Linked DNA regions of Mus musculus: region 1 is linked to region 2. Evidence: chromatin contacts called from public HiChIP or PLAC-seq data. All regions are on one chromosome and are shown on one strand. Each heading gives the region's core, a stretch centred on a gene start, on an enhancer-like site or on the middle of the called end of the contact. The rest is flanking DNA. Distances are from core to core; before and after follow the strand shown. Region 1 holds the start of 1700092K14Rik (RIKEN cDNA 1700092K14 gene). Region 2 has its middle 21 kb from the start of 1700025D23Rik.

Region 1 (2,910 bases), core at 318-2,817, 85 kb before region 2:
GGTCTGGGAGAGGGACTCTCACCCGGATGCATGTCCATCCCTCCACTTACCATCTAAAAGGTGCACATAACAGGGCATGGGAATGGAGGGTCTTAGCTTGGGGACTGAGTTCAAGCCCCTTGGTTGCTTCCTGACCCTATTCTCACTTCAATGCTCTCTTGAACAACCAGGCCACTCAAGATTGCATGGATTCAGTTTCCTTTTGGAGAATTTTGAAAAGCTTTACTACACATATTTGTGTGTGTCAGTGTGCATACCAGCATCTGCATGTGGAGGTCAGAGGACAACAGGCAGGAGTCAGTTCTCCTATGTGGCTCCAGGGGATCGAACTCAGGGAGTAAGTCTTGTCTGCAAGCATCTTTACCCACTGAGCCAGCTCTCCAGCCCATCCTCAGGGGATTATGAGAAGGAAGGCAGTTAGCCAGCCCAAGAAATGTGAGAAGAGCTCCTGCAGCTGCCTCACTGAAGCTTGTCTTCATAGGGCTGAGTTACTCTCATATCCCCAGCTCATCAAAAACACCCCAGTGGGGCCCCTGCCATCCTCCCTCCTGCCATCACCCATAAGATCACAGGACGAGATAGGTGGAGGGACCGGCAAAGCAAACCGTCAGGGTCAGGGCGAGCTCCTCAGTAACTTCTTATTTATTGGCCTCCTCCAGTCTCGCGGTTGCTGGTTGTGCTCAATATTTTATTCTTGTTGTACCTGCTCCGAAGCGGAGCTGCGGGCAGTTTTGATAAATGGATTGAAAGGAAGTTTTGTCTGGTTTTGCTGAAGCTTCTGTAAGTGCCTCTGGATCTTGGGCTGAAATGATATTTCCCCAGCTTCCTGCTGTGATCTCGCTCCCGGGCGGCTCTTCTCCTCCCCGCTCTCCCTGGGCACTCTGCCTCCCAACCCCCATGCACGCATGCACATACACGTGCAAGGAGGCACAGATCTGTATACTCACTCAGGACCACTCAAGGTACCAGTGTGGAAGGGAGCAGAGTGTGTGTCCCTATGGACCGGCAAGCCCATACTACAGTCTTGTGCACAGACATGCCCTCGGTGCACACGAAGGCAGACACACATGCTGTCCTCTCTGAGTTCAGCCAGCCCGATCTGCAGGGAAGCCCTTGATGAGCATGGGTAGAGATGAGCAGATCCCAAGAAGGAAGAAGCCTGGAACTCTGATGATCTCTGCTGGAGCCCTGCCCCCAGCTGCTGGATTCCTCCAGCCTTCCTCCTCCGCCTGCCTGCAGGCCTTGGAGGCCCCACTGGGCCAGCTGGAAGCTTTATCCAACCACATCTGAAACAGCTCAGGAGCTGTGCCTGGCCGCCAGCCGTTTCCATAAATAACTTGCTGAGCCTGGCTCCTTGCCCTTCTGGTGATGTCATTGGCGTGGGCCCAGTGATGAAGTCATAGGCTTCCCTTCCCTGAGCCCTCCCTTTGGGTGGAGCGAGACACCCCTTCTTCCCCCTTCACAGAACCATTACTGAGAAATTTCACCTGTCTGTCCTCACCTCTTCCTGTTCCCACCACTCCAGGTATTGGATACAGGCTTTCCACCATCTGGACCAACTAACTGTGATGGTGCCAGACAGCATCTTGTCTCCCCATTGTCAGTTACTGAGCCGCCTCCCAACTTTGCCATCTCCTTGGATATTGTTTCCAGGTAACAACAGACTTTTAAGTTTCAAGGGTGGCAGAGAAAGGTTGGCATCTTGATGATGCTCTACACAAGCTTCTCCAGCTGTGTGACATCAGACAAAATACCTCACCTCTCTGTGCCTCTGTTTTCTCATCTTTAAACTGAAGACAGTAAAGAAAGCTATCCCAGGACTGCCTAAGTCTTCCGTGGGCTCACAGAGCTTGAAGTGTCGATACACTGGACAGGCCCGTCATATGAACCACATTTCCACAAGCGCCTAGTTTTGTATGTTTTCTGCTCTGTGACTGCGGTCTTCTCTGTGGTGTTCATGTCTGGAGCCAGGGAGCCATCTCAGTCTCCTTGACACATTTCTTGCTATGTAGCCAAGGATAACCTGGAACTTCTGACCCTTCCACCTCGAGAATGCTGGAACTGCAGGTGTGAGCAGACGCTGGAAGAACCAGGGGAGGGGGGCACGGTGGGAACTGGTGGGAGCAGCTCTGAGGTGCTCAAGCCCCACCTGCCCTCACCCTCTGGACAGAAGGAAGTGACCTTCCTCCTCAGACAATCTCAAGGAAGTCCGGGATTGTTCTTATTTTCTATAGGAAGAAACTGAGGCAGGCTGGAGAGATGGCTCAGGCAGTGAAGGCTTGCCATGTAAGCAGGAGAACTTTAGTTCAATGCCCAGAACCTACAAAACTACAAAGAACCCAGCTCAGTGTCATGTTCTCTTAATCCCAACACTGGGGAGATGGAGTTAAGTAGAACCCTTCTGGAGGCCCATTGGCCACCCAGCCTAGGCTAACCAGCAAGCCCTGGGCCAAACAGAAGCTGTCTCAAAACCAGGAGCTAGCTTGGCCATTAAAGGCCAAGGTGTCCCTCTGTCCTCTCCCTTCTTCTCTCTTCTCTTACCTCTCCCCCACCTCTCTCTCTCACACACACACACCACACACACACACACACACACACACACACACACGAGAGAGAGAGAGAGAGAGAGAGAGAGAGAGAGGTGGAGGCAGAGAGATCAAACATCTTACTACCAGGACAAACAACAACGGCATCCTAAGACACCCATGGACCTGCCCAGAACCCTTGCCTGATTTCCAGATGTGTGCGCTGGAAGAGTTCACAGGAGACTGTGTCTTTGAACTCGGTGGCAGAGGTGAGCCTTGGCTTCTGTGTCCCATGCGGTGGCCACGGAGCCCCAGGAACTGGGTCAGCGAGATACACACCGGGTTTTGGTGATTTTGTATAGGAAAGGGAATGCAGGAGAGCTTA
Region 2 (2,700 bases), core at 53-2,552:
TTTGGTTCTGGGTCTCTGAATATGTCTTTTATCTGCTTCTGGGTGGAACCTCTCAGGAGACAGTTGTGTTAGGCTCCTGCCTGCAAGCATAGCAGAGTATCATTAATAATGTCAGGGGTAGGCTTTCTCCCATCGGATGGGTCTCAAGTTGGGCCAGTCATAGGTTGGCTGTTCCCTCAATCTCTGCTCCATCTTTATCCCTGTACATCTTGCAAGCAGGACAAATTTTGGGAGTGAAGGTTTTGTGGGTGGTCCCACTTCAGTCTCAATATCCCCTTCTGCTATAAGTCTCAGCTAGGGTCACCCAGAAAGACACATGTGGCATGTACTCACTTATTTGTGGACATTAGCAATATAGTTCAGGACAACTATGCTAGAATCCACAGACCCAAAGAAACTAATAAGGAGGTCCCAAGGGAGCATACATGAATCTCACTCAAAAGAGGAAATAAAATAGACATTGGAGGTGAACGGAGGGAGGGAACTGGGTGAGAGATGGGGTGGGAAGGGGAATGGGGGAGAAAACAGAAATGAGTAGGGGCATTTCTGAGACTGGAAGGGGGAGGCTCCCAAGAATCTACGGGGATTAGTGCTTTTAAATTAAGTGCTACTCAATGGAAAATCCTTTGATAAGTCTCCTCCTTCTGGGACAGCCTCACCCCAAAGGTCCTTAGGGAGTCACTCCCTTATCTCCTTCAGATCTTTTCCCACCCACCTACTCCCTGTGCTCCGGGGTGTTCCTCGCCCTACCTTCACGACAACATGCCAGAATCTTTCCAATTTTCCTCACTAGCTCGTATTTCCAGCTACCGTAATATGTGTTTTCATTTGTCTGTGGTATCTCACTCTGCTAGGAGGCAAACTCCACAGAGCAAAGATTCATGTCCATTCCTTCAGTGTTGTAACTAATGGCCGCCACGGGGCGTAAGGGACACAGCAGGCGCCTAATCTGCGGCTGTTAATCTAGCGGAATGAAGGGACTGAAGGGCGGTAACGCAGTTGTGCTGTGTCATTTCCTATAAGGTGGCTTTGCAGAAGCCTCCTCTCTCACGGCTGACAGCATGCCTGTGACCAGAGTGGGCCTCTCTGTGGCTAGAGAGCTTGGGAAAACTGATCAGGATCTCATGGCTTCTTTACCCACGACACACAAAAAAAAACTAGCCAAGCCTACAAAGGAGCTGAAGGCTGCCTTCTACTTGCGACTGGCCACACCTGGCCATCTGCCTCAGTTTGACTGATCAGCCTCAGATCAGACAGAGATATCTGCAGGCCCTGGGAACCACACATGGCGTCTAGTGGCTGTGGATCCTGAACAGAGACCACTGAGGCCCCAGGAGAAGGCTGGGAACATCCACCCTAGTACTGGTCCTCCAGCTCTTGGCCTCAGCAGGTGGATTTGGCACTGCCCAGAGTAGCTAGTGTTCTGGAACCATATAAGGGTTCTAACCAGGGCCTTCTGCCATGAAAGAGCATCCCAGCACATCCAATGTGCCTTGCTACATTGTTAGGCTATATTGCAAGTTGCTGTCCTCTACTTACAGAGGACAAAAAAAAAAGTGCTCCCAGAGATGATAACCAGCATACCAAGGTCACCTAGTAAGATCTAAAGTGTCCTCCTCAGCTGCAAAGAGAAAGCGAGGCTTACTTTCCCTCTGCTTCATGCCCTCCCCCAGGGAATTGTTTCAAAGTCGGGACTTGCCTGACCCTTCCTTCACCCCACCCGCCCCCCTGCTATCTTCCCTGGCTTCAGTATATTCACCAACACCAGAGTCAAGGGTGACCCTTGGCTGCCACATCCCATGAGGACATCTGAGTCTCAGCACACTTTATCTTGCAACAGTTTCTGACACTTGGTGAAGAAGACGCTTCATCAAGAAGGCCCCACCCACTTGGGAGGTGGTCATGGGTTGCAGATTGGACAAGCCAGGGGAACAAGCCAGTAAGCATTCATGGTCTCTGCTTCAGTTCTTACTCCCTGGTTCCACTTGAACTTCTGTCCTGACTTCCCTCAGTGATGGACCATGACATGGACATGAAAGCCAAATTAACCCTTTCCTCCACGTGTTACTTTTGATAACACCTTTTATCTCAGCAATTGAGAGCAAACTAGGGCAGCCAGTATACGTGGGGCTGGAGTCTGGGCTCAGAGCTTCCTGGCATACTAGCTAAGCTCTCTTTCTGGGTCTGCTGCTTCATTGAGAGTTCCACAGTCACAAATCTATTGGCATACCTGTTCTCCACAGAGCCCAGATGCCCAGGGGTACAGGCTTCATGCCTGGCACCCCTCTACCATCTGGAACACAAACACCAGGGCCTGATATGTGGAAAAACTCTCTCCACAAGGCTATGAGGTTCAAGAGCCAGGAGTCATGCACGCACGGTTGGTTCATAAGCTCGTTAGTTTGATTGACACATGGCAGGTGACCTCCACTATCTCTATTCAAGCCTGTGCCCTTGGCTGATTGTAGGTGGCCCCGATATCTCTACTCAAGCAGTGTTCTGGGATTTTAACTCGCACACAGGCCTTCTAGAGATCTTGTTGACATCCACATCTCACTCAGCAGATCTGGGGTGGTCCTGAGGTCCTGCATTCTAGAAAGCTCCACGCTGATAATGGGGACCACGAATGCCATTTGAGGCAGCAGGAACTTCAAGGCACCAACTTGTAAACAGCCAACTATGACCCCAGAATTACAACAT

What was found. HiChIP or PLAC-seq counts read pairs in DNA pulled down with a chosen protein or histone mark.
Region 1: a contact with region 2 is called in an H3K4me3 HiChIP or PLAC-seq map of the SCID.adh cell line, with 15 read pairs. The contact joins the promoter of 1700092K14Rik here to the enhancer-like site in region 2. A contact is called at or near these places in 2 of 39 promoter capture datasets (epiblast stem cells and pre-B cells), 2 of 484 Hi-C or Micro-C datasets (nephron progenitors and stem cell-derived cardiac mesoderm) and 2 of 115 datasets of contacts at active chromatin or transcription factors (the SCID.adh cell line and embryonic stem cells).

What each region holds. Positions count from the first base shown.
Region 1 is chr11:114,196,915-114,199,824 of GRCm38.p6, reverse strand. 1700092K14Rik (RIKEN cDNA 1700092K14 gene) reads right to left here and starts at 1,567. Exons shown (of 3, transcript NR_045930.1): 1 at 1,502-1,567; 2 at 948-1,099; 3 at 626-802.
Region 2 is chr11:114,111,438-114,114,137 of GRCm38.p6, reverse strand. No RefSeq gene overlaps it. Among named protein-coding and RNA genes, the nearest start is that of 1700025D23Rik, 21 kb to the right of the region's middle. Within about 2 kb of position 1,302, at least 5 of the 459 cell types and tissues checked have an H3K27ac peak or open chromatin away from gene starts, as enhancers often do. A contact at or near this core is called in the SCID.adh cell line, where this site is marked.